Linked DNA regions of Xenopus laevis: region 1 is linked to region 2. Evidence: chromatin contacts called from public Hi-C data. All regions are on one chromosome and are shown on one strand. The core of a region is the stretch at or near the end of the contact, and the rest is flanking DNA. Distances in the headings are between cores, read along the strand shown. Region 1 overlaps pip5k1c.S (phosphatidylinositol-4-phosphate 5-kinase, type I, gamma S homeolog). Region 2 holds the start of LOC121398708.

What was found. A called contact is a pair of places that touch in the nucleus more often than the background predicts.
Region 1: a contact with region 2 is called in a Hi-C map of the XTC cell line, with 4 times the contacts expected there. The contact joins the enhancer-like site here to the promoter of LOC121398708 in region 2. A contact is called at or near these places in 2 of 4 Hi-C or Micro-C datasets (the XL177 cell line and the XTC cell line).

What each region holds. Positions count from the first base shown.
Region 1 is chr1S:119,339,057-119,345,645 of Xenopus_laevis_v10.1, reverse strand. It overlaps pip5k1c.S (phosphatidylinositol-4-phosphate 5-kinase, type I, gamma S homeolog), which reads right to left. Exons shown (of 15, transcript NM_001089262.1): 14 at 2,239-2,353. Among protein-coding and RNA genes, the nearest start is that of MGC68999, 30 kb to the left of the region's middle. Within about 2 kb of position 3,660, at least 1 of the 7 cell types and tissues checked has an H3K27ac peak or open chromatin away from gene starts, as enhancers often do.
Region 2 is chr1S:119,265,382-119,272,136 of Xenopus_laevis_v10.1, reverse strand. It overlaps LOC121398708, which reads right to left and starts at 2,193. Exons shown (of 2, transcript XM_041577658.1): 1 at 1,930-2,193; 2 at 377-1,681. The coding sequence starts at 2,103. The coding sequence ends at 1,106.

The sequences.
Region 1 (6,589 bases), core at 2,411-4,910, 72 kb before region 2:
ATACAAACAAAAGTTTAACCACCATCAGAAACATAGCTCGGCATTTTCTATATCTAAATAAATGAGACAAAGCTTTAGTTCATGCCCACATTCTTCCTTGTCAGAACCCTATGTAACATTTTGCTGTTGCAAAAAGCATTTTGAAAACCGCTTTTAAGATTTTAAATCGCAATTCACTTTGAAATTTAAAGTAATGATAATGTAAATGATCAACATTGTCTATTTTTGTAGCCGTGACAAGTAGCAGCTACTAGTAGATCCGCGTGTCTTCACCCTAAAGGTGACTGATGCCTAAAAATACCTATATATATTTGTACATATTTACATAAATAGTACCAAGTGAAGTCAATAATTCAATTGCTATAGGCTGTTTGGTAAGCATCCAACTGTAGTGCTGGCAAATCAGCAGGGACTGAGGAGCTTATTTCAAGGCCTTGAAGCAACAGATCCTACAGTACATTGCCTCTGATTGGAAGGCTCACAACTGCTTCTACCTCTGGAATTACTGTCGGTAAAATTGCCAAACAGTTGAAATGTATTTATTAAATAAATCAAGATACTGAATTAGTCTGTGATTTTTCAAACAAGTAGAATGTGAAGTGAAGTTTGATTGCACCTTGTGAAATTTTGTAATACTGTGAAATTTTATTGCACTTGGATAACTATTTCCATCTTGCTTGTTTTTGTTGTTTTTCTATTTATATATTTGTGAAAAATAATAAAACAACTAAAAGAGTTAAAACAAAAAAAAAGTAGAATGTGCTCAATACAAAATTGATGCAGATATTTTTTCCCGCAATGCAATGATTGTTTTCCCTAAACTTTGCACCTAAACGGGCGACTTTGGAAATGTATGCCATCCTGCCGGCGGGAAGACATTTGGGGAGATTTGTCGCTGGACAACTAATTTCCCCGTCTGCCAATACCCTAAAATGAGCCCTTATGTCTTTTTTTGTTGTGCATATAAAAAAGCAAAATAATACAAATCTTACCAGCCAGTTGGTGTATGTAAGCAAGGTTGAACAGGACTAAAATCAGTTGAGTATCCAACTGAACCCAAATGAGTCAGTCAAATGAACTCAACTGTGCTCTAAGAGGGCTACCTTTAAAGAGTTGCCTGTTATGCCTCTTGATTTCTTATCCTTGAAATTTGAAGAATAAATCAAGCAGCAATCAGCTGCTCTATGAGTGAAGCTGAAAAACTGTCATCAACAGTATAGTGTTTCATGCATTAATTGCTTCTATAGTACAGAATATGCAGCCAGGATCCAGCTTGTTGTACAGGCCCTTACTGACTTACTACAGTCCTATGTTGCAAAGCTTTCCTTGTGTCCTTCTGGGAAGCAACACAAGTGTTGTGCGGGTCGGGGTTTCCCTGCAAATCACCCTGCACCCATCTGTCCCTCCACCTGCGCCAGACTTCCGGGTTCCTTTTATAGACCTGCCCGCCAAGGATGTCACAAAAGACCTGGACGAGCAGGCGCACTTCTATAAAAGTTAAACCCGGAAGTTGGCATTTGTAGGGTTGCAGACGGCCCGAACCAGCCCGACCCCCGGGTATCGCCCACACATCACTACTGTCAGTAGTATTTTCTCTTTGAGATCCATCCAAACTGCTATAAGATTATCCTAAAAAGGAACACTGATGGAGCCCACTAATGGTGCTTCTAATGCTACTAGTGCACCAAATAGTTATTTCAAAACAGAATTAATCACAGCATTTAGACAGCAATAATCAAAACAAAATACAGCTAGAACTGTTGTGTTTTTTTGTTGAGAAGCTAAGCTTAGCCTTGCATTTTGAATGTTATCCTACATATTGCTCAGGTAACTGACATCCACAGATAGCAGATCCGCTTCTCTCAGCCTCACAAAACGCAGACGAAGAGCAGCAGAGCCAATTTTCCATCTGACCATGGCCGTATTGATTTTTCCTACTTTCGTCTTATACACAGTAAAAAAGGAGACAGTAAATCCTTTAACCAATGCAGGGGTGCTTCGCCAATGAGGCGAGTTGAGGCTGCTCCTGGTACTTTAAGAGCAAATTTCCAGGGGAGGGGGGGCAGCAGCAACTGCTGCTGCCTCAGGCGGTGGAGGGGCCAGGATCGCCCCTGAACCAATGTATAGTATTTTTTCATTCTTATTTAGCTGTCCATGCCCAATAATCTACAATATTTACATACTTGTGTTAGGGCACAGCCAACGCTAATGCAAAAACTAAGGGAAACAGATACTCACAAGATAGATGTCAAATACAGAGGAATTGTCATTATCCCATTCAAGGGTGCTCTGTTCAGATGTTTGATAGGCGCTGTCTTCCAGTGTGAATGTTGAACTTGAAGGCAGGCCTTTTCTGGAATCAAAACAAATCTAGTCAGAAAACATCAGAATGTTCAGCCTGTGTGAGCTCACTTAGATTCTTCAAATCATTTTCAATATATTGCATTTTGTATTTCCTTAAACAAATGAAAGTATGCTAGTAACCCATTCTTTACTACTGAAAATTATTTTTGGAAAATATATAGTCTTAAAAGAAAACTGCAGCACAACCCTTGTATCAGTCCTCCAAGGAAAGATTCAGCCTTTTACACATTTTATAATCAACATTGTATGTCTCTTCACAAAGAAATCATGCTCAATTCAAATTGTAGGTGTTTCAAATGCATTCAGCAGTCAAAATCACCAATGTTGCCTCCCTTTCACTTGAATGAGAAGCATTTGACAACACTGGTACAGGCATGGGACCTGTTATCCAGAATGCTTGGGACCTGGGGTTTTCCGGATAAGCGGCCTTTCTGTAATTTGTATCTTCATTCTTTAAGTCTACTAGAAAATCATGTAGATGTTAAATAAATCCAATAGGCTGGTTTTGCTTCCAATAAGATTTAATTATATCTTAGTTTGGATCAAGTACAAGGTACTGTTTTATTATTACAGAGAATTTTTTTTAAAAAAAATTTGATTATTTAGATAAAATGGAGTCTATGGGAGACGGCCTTTCCGTAATTCTGAGCTTTCTGGATAATGGGTTTCCAGATAATGGATCCCACACCTATACTGGGTTTTAAAGCACCAAACGTTCACTAAATTCTCTAGTGAGCATTTTCAGGTCAAATATCAGGGCTGCCCTTCATGTTGTTCCCATTCAAGTGAATGGCAGGTAGGAGTAGTTGTTTTGCACAGAAATATGCCAGCCCAGCAGAGACCGCATACAGTGTGCCATAGCCCATACTGTTTGGTAAGTAGGCAGTAAATACACATATATAGATTCATTCTTTTCATTATGAAAGCATTTTTTACTTGTGTACATAAACACAGAGAAGCAAGTGAAAGCAACAACCACTTGTGCATGGGGATTGGGTATATATTAATACGTGAAGGGATAGATTTGTAGCTTCTGAGTGAACTTTTTAGTACACCATAGTGACTACCCCCTGATTTACTCAAAGAAATGTTTGCTGATACATAGCTTCAAACCCAATGACGTAAAACTGTGCAGTCAGGCTGAACAACACGACAAGAGGCGGATAGAGATTAAGAATAGCTGTCTCTGCAAGTGAGGTAACAAAAGAAAAGCATACAACAAAAATGTGAGCTCTGGAGAACCAAGCCAGAGGAGAAAGAACCATCCTACTGTAAAGGATTGAAAAGAAGCCGAAAGGCAAACATAATGCAGCTGCTGGTGTAACAATAACAGCTGCACTTTCCCAGGTATATTGCCAGCTTCTGGGTAAAATGTGTATATACTGAAATAGCTAGCAGCATTGAAACTGCTTTCTCTGTGTGACAGACCTGAGATATTTAAGTACTTAAGAACAAGTTTTTCTAGATTTAGATATCCTGGGTATGAATCATAACAGTCTTTAACACAAACTGTAATACCAAAGGGCTGATTAGCTAACCTAGCACATAGTCAGCCATTTCTTACACTACCGTCTACATCAAACTTACTGTTGCTTGGTTTGCTTTTTGATAACTTTATTGCAATATTGCACCTATGCTAGTATATTTGCCCCATCTGTAGAATACGTCACACAGAATGACTTTTGTTATAAATAATATATACAAAACACCAATACAAGGTCAAAGAACATATGTTTCCACTAAAATATTTGTTGGAACAACAATCTTTATTGGAATAAAATATAAAAAGTAAAAACCATCATCCATAAATATACCTAGATAACTTGGAAGAGTTAGAACCAGAGACCAGAGAAATTGAGAGTGAGTTGAGCCAATTAAGAAAAATGCATTCAATGATGTGAAGTATTATGTATGATGCACAGATTTTGCCCTGTACTGATAAACTCTTATTATTCATTCACCGGTAATGTATGTAGGGATAACATTTTGGCAGTATTGTGTAAAGTGGCTTCTAGGGACAACTTATATAAAATAACATGTTTTATGGTATAAGGCAGTGATCCCCAGGCTTTGGCTTGTGAGCAACATGTTAAAACCCATTCTCTTTGCCTAAGCTGGCATCTGGTTGTTTCAGATCCTGCTCATGCCCTTCCATGCATTTTGATCCTGGTTTTTGACTTGTCCTTTGACTACGAAACTCGATGCATGTCCTGACCTCTGCCTGTTTTGTCTTCTCTTTGCCGGATCCTTGCCTGTACCTCATCTAGAACCTCTGCACTCTGAAGTTGGTAAGTTCCCAGCTAGAAAAACAGCAGAAAGTTCCAGGTTTCCAAAAAGGCATCAGTCAAAACCGGGACTAGTTGGGCTCTCCTGCCTTACAGAAGAGTCGGCTCAATGCCAGCAAGCTAACCCCAGATTCCTGCTTAACAAGGTACGTTACAAGAATAAAATGCATGGATAGTTTTGATATGGAATGTAGCTGAATGAGATTGTTATCAGTCCTGCAAGGGCCTGAGTTTATTGAGTTCTTCCTGAGCTCTGTAGAATTGCTGCTGAGACAGCTATCACTTTTACATGTCACAGAAGTGACAAAAGACAGGTGTCTATAAAATAAATCCCAGCACTGCTGTTTTCAGTTTCAATTACTGCTGACAGGCATCAACAACTATAAAACTGCCTCATTTATTGAATGCTTACTAAAAGTAAATATCATGCAATGTCTCCTGCATCAGCAAATGTCACTGGAGCTGGTTAGTGTTTCCCTAGCAGGATACAATCAATAAACTCTCCCATCTGCTGTCACTAGCAAATTGTTCCAAACACTGCTTGGCTTTACGTCTGTTTCAGTTTTTGACAGAGAGGGAGTTTCAGAGCTACGTGAAGCAGCACTATTTCTACACCCTATTTTTAAGTTTAATTGTTTTTTTTAATTGCTATTTAAACTGCAAAATAAAGGATTTAGAAGGGAAACTCTTTACAGATATAAAAAGTGTTTTATGCCGCTAAGTTCTATGTGCAGGAAATTCACATTGTAAAGGCTGGGATTGTGCAACTGCTTTTATTCTTTTCTGATTATTTCAAGAGAAAAGATGACCCAATTGGTTTGTATAGTGGATTTCATAGTAATGTTTGATTAGTACTGTTAACTATTTATCTTGAAAATATTTAAATACACCTGGGAACTGACTTTTATTATAAATGTGTGGTGTTCTGATATAAAGGAGCGCTAACCTGGTAAAAGGCACATGATGCATTTTCTTTGCCATGGAGATCATGGAGCATCAATTTCCTTGTTTATAAAAATATTTATTCTTCAAACTAACAGCCCCACAAAAAAAGGGCACAATGTAAAATCACTCTGCATTGCTAACAGTTTAACTTAAAGCATACTGCGGACTGCCCTGATTCTTAAGTATCTGGTAGTACGCAACTAAATTTATTGTCTGTTCCACATATATGATTTAAGGTGCTGATTAGCGATGGGCGAATTTGACCCATTTCTTTTCACCAAAAAATTCGCCGCCAGCAAAATGTCGCAGACCCCCATTACAGTCTATGGGTGTTGAAAATTTTTTGTAGCGTGGTAAAATATTGTTATAAATACATTTTTTTTGATGCACCATAAAAGTCTATGGGCGTCATTTTCGCGCCAAAACAAGGCGAAAAAATTCGCCCATCCCTAGTGCTGATATCCTGGCTGGTTAGTATATTACATACAAGAGAAGCAAAGCTGGATTTGATGGTGGGCTGCCTCTAGGCTGCCTGCATCTAACATCCGGCCGGCATTACTGAGGCTAGGACTCCCTTGCAAATGAACACAAGTAGGCAACAATGCAATTTCAATAGCAATCTCCTTGCACTTTTTCAATTAAAGATTGCAAACAAGCTCTTAAGATGTAAGGTGCCCATATATGCACCGATATTATTGTACAAAAGATCTTTCGTACAATAATCTTTGCGTGTTTTATGGGAGACCGATATCGGTAAAAAGCCTTGGATATCAGTTGTCTAGACGATCAGGCAGGACTGAAAATTTTGATTGGGCACCTTCGAAGGTGCCCCAACATCGTTATGTTAATGCTGAATCATCAGATGGAGCTAAAGAATTGTTTTTGTTTGTACCTGCATATCTGACAATTCAGCTCTTGAAGGAGAAGGAACTTTTACCGAGGAGACAAAGGATGCGACGTGTACATGGCCAACATGGCAGCCACAAACTCAGTAA
Region 2 (6,755 bases), core at 944-3,443:
TTAATAAAGTTAATTTACAGCAACCTCTGTTGGTCTTTTTCAAATAATGTAGTGAAGAATTCTGTGGTACTAGAATGGGCAATTGAATCCTTTACATTAAACAGACAGAGCAAGTAGTCTGGCTGAAGCGTAACTCCTGATTAATCCCTCAGGCCCCTAATACATAAGCTTTATTACATTTTGTATTCATTATACAAGCCAGTAGGACAAGCTGCATCATTAAGGGTTTCACTAAAATCATGTATATATACTGTATTATTTATGAAAATGGCTTATTTTTATGAAGGCTTTTAAATATGGGCTGTTTAAAGTGATATATTTTTAAAGATACTTTTTTTTTTTTTTAACAATTCTTTTATTGTGCAATTATAGCAATACAGAAAGACAGTTGTATAATAGCATAGCATCTTTGTTTTCCTTTTCATTAACCAAATAAACAATCTTTACAAACATTAACCAGCATGATGTCATCATTCACTTTCAGGTTATTATACACAGGTTCATTCCAATTACTTATACATAAAAAAAAACAGTGTAACATACAGGTATGTTCTTCTATTTTTAAAGATACTTAGTGGTATCATGTGGGTAATCATACTTTAATTGTGAACACCCACTGTGTTATTACACATAAACCTAGAAATCCCACGCAACACAGGAGATCAATTTAAAAAACTTTATTTTAGCAACAAAGGAAAACAAGATAAATTCAGGGTAAAGAAAAATTATACAACCTTCAATAAGTCTTCAGACTAAAGTTGGCTGTAGATTGGGTGAGCCTCTGATTAACATATGGGTCAAATGGATACCATATAAATGGTCAACAGTCTGAATAACTGGAACTGCAGGAAGTAAAGAGGAGCTGCGGACCCTCCGATCGGATCATCCCTCCAGCATACACATACCAAAAAATTGTACAAAACTTTATTTTTGTGATCAAATTGATATGTGTATGCCCGTAGCTCCTCTTCACTTTATCATCTGTTGATGCATTATATACTGGCTGTTGGCATCAACAGATGACATTTTCAAATGTCCGATCAGATTGTCCCACTACAAGGCAGTTCGTCTCACAAACGGTCAGTTGTTTAGCCAGTTGTTTAAATTAACGCTGTGCTGCGCCCATAGCAGGGCCAGAAACCAAGACAGTTGATATCCATCTATATATCTGTATCAGACGGTGCCATAAAGATTGGAGCTGCTTTCTTTGATCTGGTTCTGGTGTTGGTGTATTATATGGCACAGATACTGGTGCATTAGGTTGCTGAACTGAGCTTACCAAATATGCACTTGGATTCATCTTAAAACCATGCTTCACTGGCATCGCCATTGGTCTGTTTTCACTCCTAGGCAACTGGGTGGCTGCTTTAGACTTAAATGCGTCAATCATATATAGTTTCAGTTTGTTTTTGGTAGCATGCTGGTATTCTGTATTTACTTTCATATTTATCCTAGGGGTTGTAAGATCATGTTGAAAAAAGATCTTTTTAAGAACAGATCTTTTTGATCTTTTTGTAGCCTTTTTGTACAATTTTCTATTGATCCATTCAGTAAAATACTGGGTACTACTGTAAATCCCAGGACGTTGCTTTCGGGCACATCCTGATCCCCAGCTTGTCACTCCAACCACAGCAAAGTCACTAAATTTTGTCCTACACATAAGAGGTCCTCCACTGTCACCCTGAAAACAAGAACAGTACACTGCGTTAAACACTGTTTAGTTTATAGCATGGACATACAGGAAAGAAATTTAGTGGTAAATGTGATATCACTAGTTTTGGTGTTGTGCCACCATACTAAATTATTATTTCTAAAGAAGTCTACTTACAAATAGTGATATATAATAATAGGATTATAGAGTACTTAAAATTAACTAGGGGGATTACTTTTCACTTGGAAAAAGTCAAAATACCAAAATGTATCTCTTACCTGGCAGCTGTCAATCTTCCCTTCCTTATGGCCAGCACACAGGTTGTATTCTTCTATCTTACCATTATACCATTCTGTGCTGTTGCAAAGCGGCCTAGGGATAAGTGTCACACCGGCTTCTTGAAGGATGTCAGATGATTCTTTAGCTAAATACAATAAATACATTAAATACATATCTCTTTGAGAAAAAGTAAAAGTAATTTGTAGTAGCACTTACAAACTTCTTTAAACAGATACTTACAGTTTTCGCTAAGAACACCCCATCCTGCTACTTGACATTGAGTCATGTGCTCAACATTAATTGATTTAGAAGGAAAACAGGCTGGTTGGATGTAGTCATTAAATTTGATGGTCTCATTCAAATGAAGAAGAGCCATGTCATATATTTGTTTCCCTTCTCCTGAGTACTCTTCATGTACTACCAACTTCTTGATTTTTCGGATCTGGGTGTGTGGACCCAACTGAGAAAGCTGGTGGGCTCCAAATACCAGTCTCAGACTATGGAATTTTCTGAAACAAGAAGATATTCGTATTCAGTAATGTCCTATCGTATCTGTCATTATTTGTGTGACAACTAATAGAAATAATAAAACTTACTCTTTGAAATGGTTGAAGCAGTGAGCTGCTGTCACCACCCATTGGCTATTCAAGATGGTACCACCACAGAAATGTGAATAGCTGGTACCTTTACTGTACTGGATGCTTACTATCCAGGGCCAGGCTCCTGGCTGGGCATTTACACCTCCAATTATACGGGAGCCACGTTGAATGTTTTCTACTAGAGGTCTTTTTCCGCAATCTGTGGGAGAGAATTCAGTGGTAGTCAAAATCACTAAAAACAGATATGGGATTTGGGGTTTTCTGGATAACTTGTCTCACAGTAATACAGAATAGCATGTTAAAAATCCAAAAAAAAGTTAAACTTTAAAAATCATTACAATAGTTTTAGATACAATTCGTCATACAATTACAAACAATTCAGGAGGAAGTCAATAGTGAATATTTTAGTTGGGGCACATGTATGTAGAACACCACAGTGCTGTGAGTGCTGTGAGTACATATTTTGGCAGTGGAGTGCGGATACTCATTGGACTGATATAGATAGATAGATAGATAGATAGATAGATAGTATATACCTAATTAAACATGTGTTAATTTCACTTGCAGCTTACAGTCTAAGGTTCCTATCACACACATGTAAAACTTACGGTCAATATCTATCAGGAGTCAATTAACTTAATTAGAATACTCAGATAAAGCCATGCAGACTTCAATGTATTTATAAAGCTGTATAATGATTGATTATATGTGTATGTGAAGCCAAATATAAAATTAAAGTATAAAAAGTTTAAAAGCTGAAGAAACCTGTGTAATCACTTAATAATCACTGCATTTTACACAGCATTTTGCTTTTAAACCTAAATGTATCCTATTGAATTCAATGATTAGTGCTATAGCAAATAAAAGAAAAACTAGGTGTCAAAAATATATGCCCTCTAAAAAGAAGATCTATATGCCCAATTCCTCCCGATATTACTTACCACAAGTCTTACAGGTTTCAGAAAAAATTAAATAAATTAATGAAAGGGATATTAAAAAAATCACTTCAAGCTTTATAGGTAGTCTTGCCATCTTCAAAGCTCAAAAGCAAATGAGTGTTTAGAGGAAGCTGTGCTTGATGTCAGTTTAGCATTATGACATCATCAGGATTAAGCAAGATTTCATTATGACATCACAATAGAAATCATGGCTTCTAAGGCTGAACCTGGGCTGAAGCTAAAACATTAGCATATTAATTGAGAAACGATGGGGCTATTTATAAAGGTGTATAAAAGATGAGTAATTTTAATATAACATTGCCACATTAACACAATGGTAGACATTGTAAACTCCCATGTATTTTTAGAGCTGTGTTATGATTATATGCTTACATGTATGCAATTATAAACAAAAAACCTGTGTAATCAATTAATCATCACTGCATTTTACACAGCATTTTGTCTTTGAGTCTGAATGTGTCCCATTGAATTCAATGATTGGTGCTATAACACATAAAGGAAAAACTAGGTGTCAAATATAAACAGCTTCTAAAAATAAATCCTACATGCCCTGTTCCTCTCAATATTACTTACCACATGTTTTGCAGGTTTCAGAAAAGATTAAATAAATTAATGAAAAGAATATTAAAAAAATAACTTCAAGCTTCAGAGACAATCTCGCCATCTTCAAAGCTCAAAAGCAAATGAGTGTTTATAGGAAGCTGTGCTAGATGTCTGTTTAGCATTATGACATCATTGGGATTCAGCAACATGTCTATTATGACATCACAATAGAAATCTTGTCTTATAATGCTGAAACTGGGCTAAAGCTAAAACATTTGCATATAAAATGAGAAACATTGGTGCCTATTCATAAAGGTGTCTTATGATGAGTAATTTAGGTATAACATTGCCACATTAACGCAATGGTAGACATTATAGACTCCCGTGCTTTTATAGAGCTGTGATATGATTATATGCTTACATGTACCCGATTATAGACAAAAAAACCTGTGTAATCAGTTAATCATCACTGCATTTTACACAGTGTTTTGTCTTTGAGCCTGAATGTGTCCCATTGAATTCAATGATTGGTGCTATAACACATAAAGGAAAAACTAGGTGTCAAATATAAACAGCTTCTAAAAAGAAATTCTACATGCCCTGTTCCTCTCAATATTACTTACCACATGTTTTGCAGGTTTCAGAAAAGATTAAATAAATTAATGAAAAGAATATTAAAAAAATAACTTCAAGCTTTAGAGAGAGTCTCGCCATCTTCAAAGCTTAAAAGGAAATGAGTGTTTAGAGGAAGCTGTGTTAGATGTCTGTTTAGCATTATGACATCATCAGGATTCAGCAAGATGTCTATTATGACATCACAATATAAAACTTGTCTTATAATGCTGAACCTGGGCTGAAGCTAAAACATTTGCATATTAAATGAGAAACGTTGGTGCCTATTTATAAAGGTGTGTAAAAGATGTGTAATTTAAGTATAACATTGCCACATTAACACAATGGTAGATATTATAAACTCCCATGCTTTTATAGAGCTGTGATATGATTATATGCTTACATGTACCCGATTATAGACAAAAAAACCTGTGTAATCAGTTAATCATCACTGCATTTTATACAGTGTTTTGTCTTTGAGTCTGAATGTCTCCCATTGAATTCAATGATTGGTGCTATAACACATAAAGGAAAAAATAGGTGTCAAAATATATGGCCTCTAAAAAGAAATTCTACATGCCCAATTCCTCCCAATATTACTTACCACAAGTTTTGCAGGTTTCAGAAAAGATTAAATAAATTAATGAAAAGAATATTAGAAAAATAACTTCAAGCTTTAGAGAGAGTCTCGCCATCTTCAAAGCTTAAAAGCAAATGAGTGTTTAGAGGAAGCTGTGTTAGATGTCTGTTTAGCATTATGACATCATCAGGATTCAGCAAGGATGTCTATTATGACATCACAATAGAAATCTTGTCTTATAATGCTAAACCTTGGCTGAAGCTAAAATATTTGTATATTAAATGAGAAACATTGGTGCCTATTTATAAAGGTGTGTAAAAGATAAGTAATTTAGGTTTAACATTGCCACATTAACGCAATGGTAGACATTATAAACTCCCGTGTATTTATCGCGGTGTTATAGACAAAAAACCTGTGTAATCAGTTAATCATCACTGCATTTTACACAGCGTTTTGTCGTTGAGTCTGAATGTCTCCCATTGAATTCAATGATTGGTGCTATAACACATAAAGGAAAAAATAGGTGTCAAAAATATATGTCAATTCTACATGCCCAATTCCTCCCAATATTACTTACCACAAGTTTTGCAGGTTTCAGAAAATATTAAATAAATTAATGAAAAGAATATTAAAAAAATAACTTCAAGCTTCAGAGACAATTTTGCCATCTTTAAAGCTCAAAAGCAAATGAGTGTTTAGAGGAAGCTGTGCTAGATGTCTGTTTAGCATTATGAAATCATCAGGATTCATAGAAGAATCACCGGCACACAGGAATTCAGTTAGCAGGGCAAGCCCATGCAATTTTATTAATGCAGTGCAACGTTTCGGGGCAGGGGCGTGCCCTGAAACGTTGCACTGCATTAATAAAATTGCAGCTCTCCAGTTGTTGCTATAAATTGATTTGAATAAGGGACTCGAATATGGAGAGGGCTAGAATAAAATACACATAGACATCCAAAGGAAGGACGGCACTCCAATACTAGGAATAAATATTTATTCCAAACACATACAAGGATCCAACGCCCTACGCGTTTCGGGAATCACTCCCTTAATCATAGGCATGAATAGAATAAAATAGCAATTACACTAAAAAAAGTAGCAATTATACTAAATGTGTAGTCTTACAGAGCAGTTGTTTTCAGATGGGGTGAGAGTCATTAAAAGGAGGCAAATAATTGAAAAACTATAAAATAATGAAGGCCAATTGAAAATCTGGTTAGATTTTTACAACATATTAAAAGGTAACTTAAAGGTGACATTCCACTTTAATACAATCCATATTGAAAGGTATTATCCTTAGTTAAATACAAAGGGTTACTGTAGCAAACACTATATAGAATGTTTGGGGACTGACCCTTCCTCACCATAAAGAAACAGATACAGGCAAATAATTTCCAGGAGTTTGATGAAGCAAAATAGAAATCATACACCACCTTGTGGCTGAAGTGGTAACACTTAGTTTGTATATGTTCTACAGTTGCCACTTGTCAGCTTTATGCAAAGGATTACTTGCCTGTAGATCTGTCTTGTCT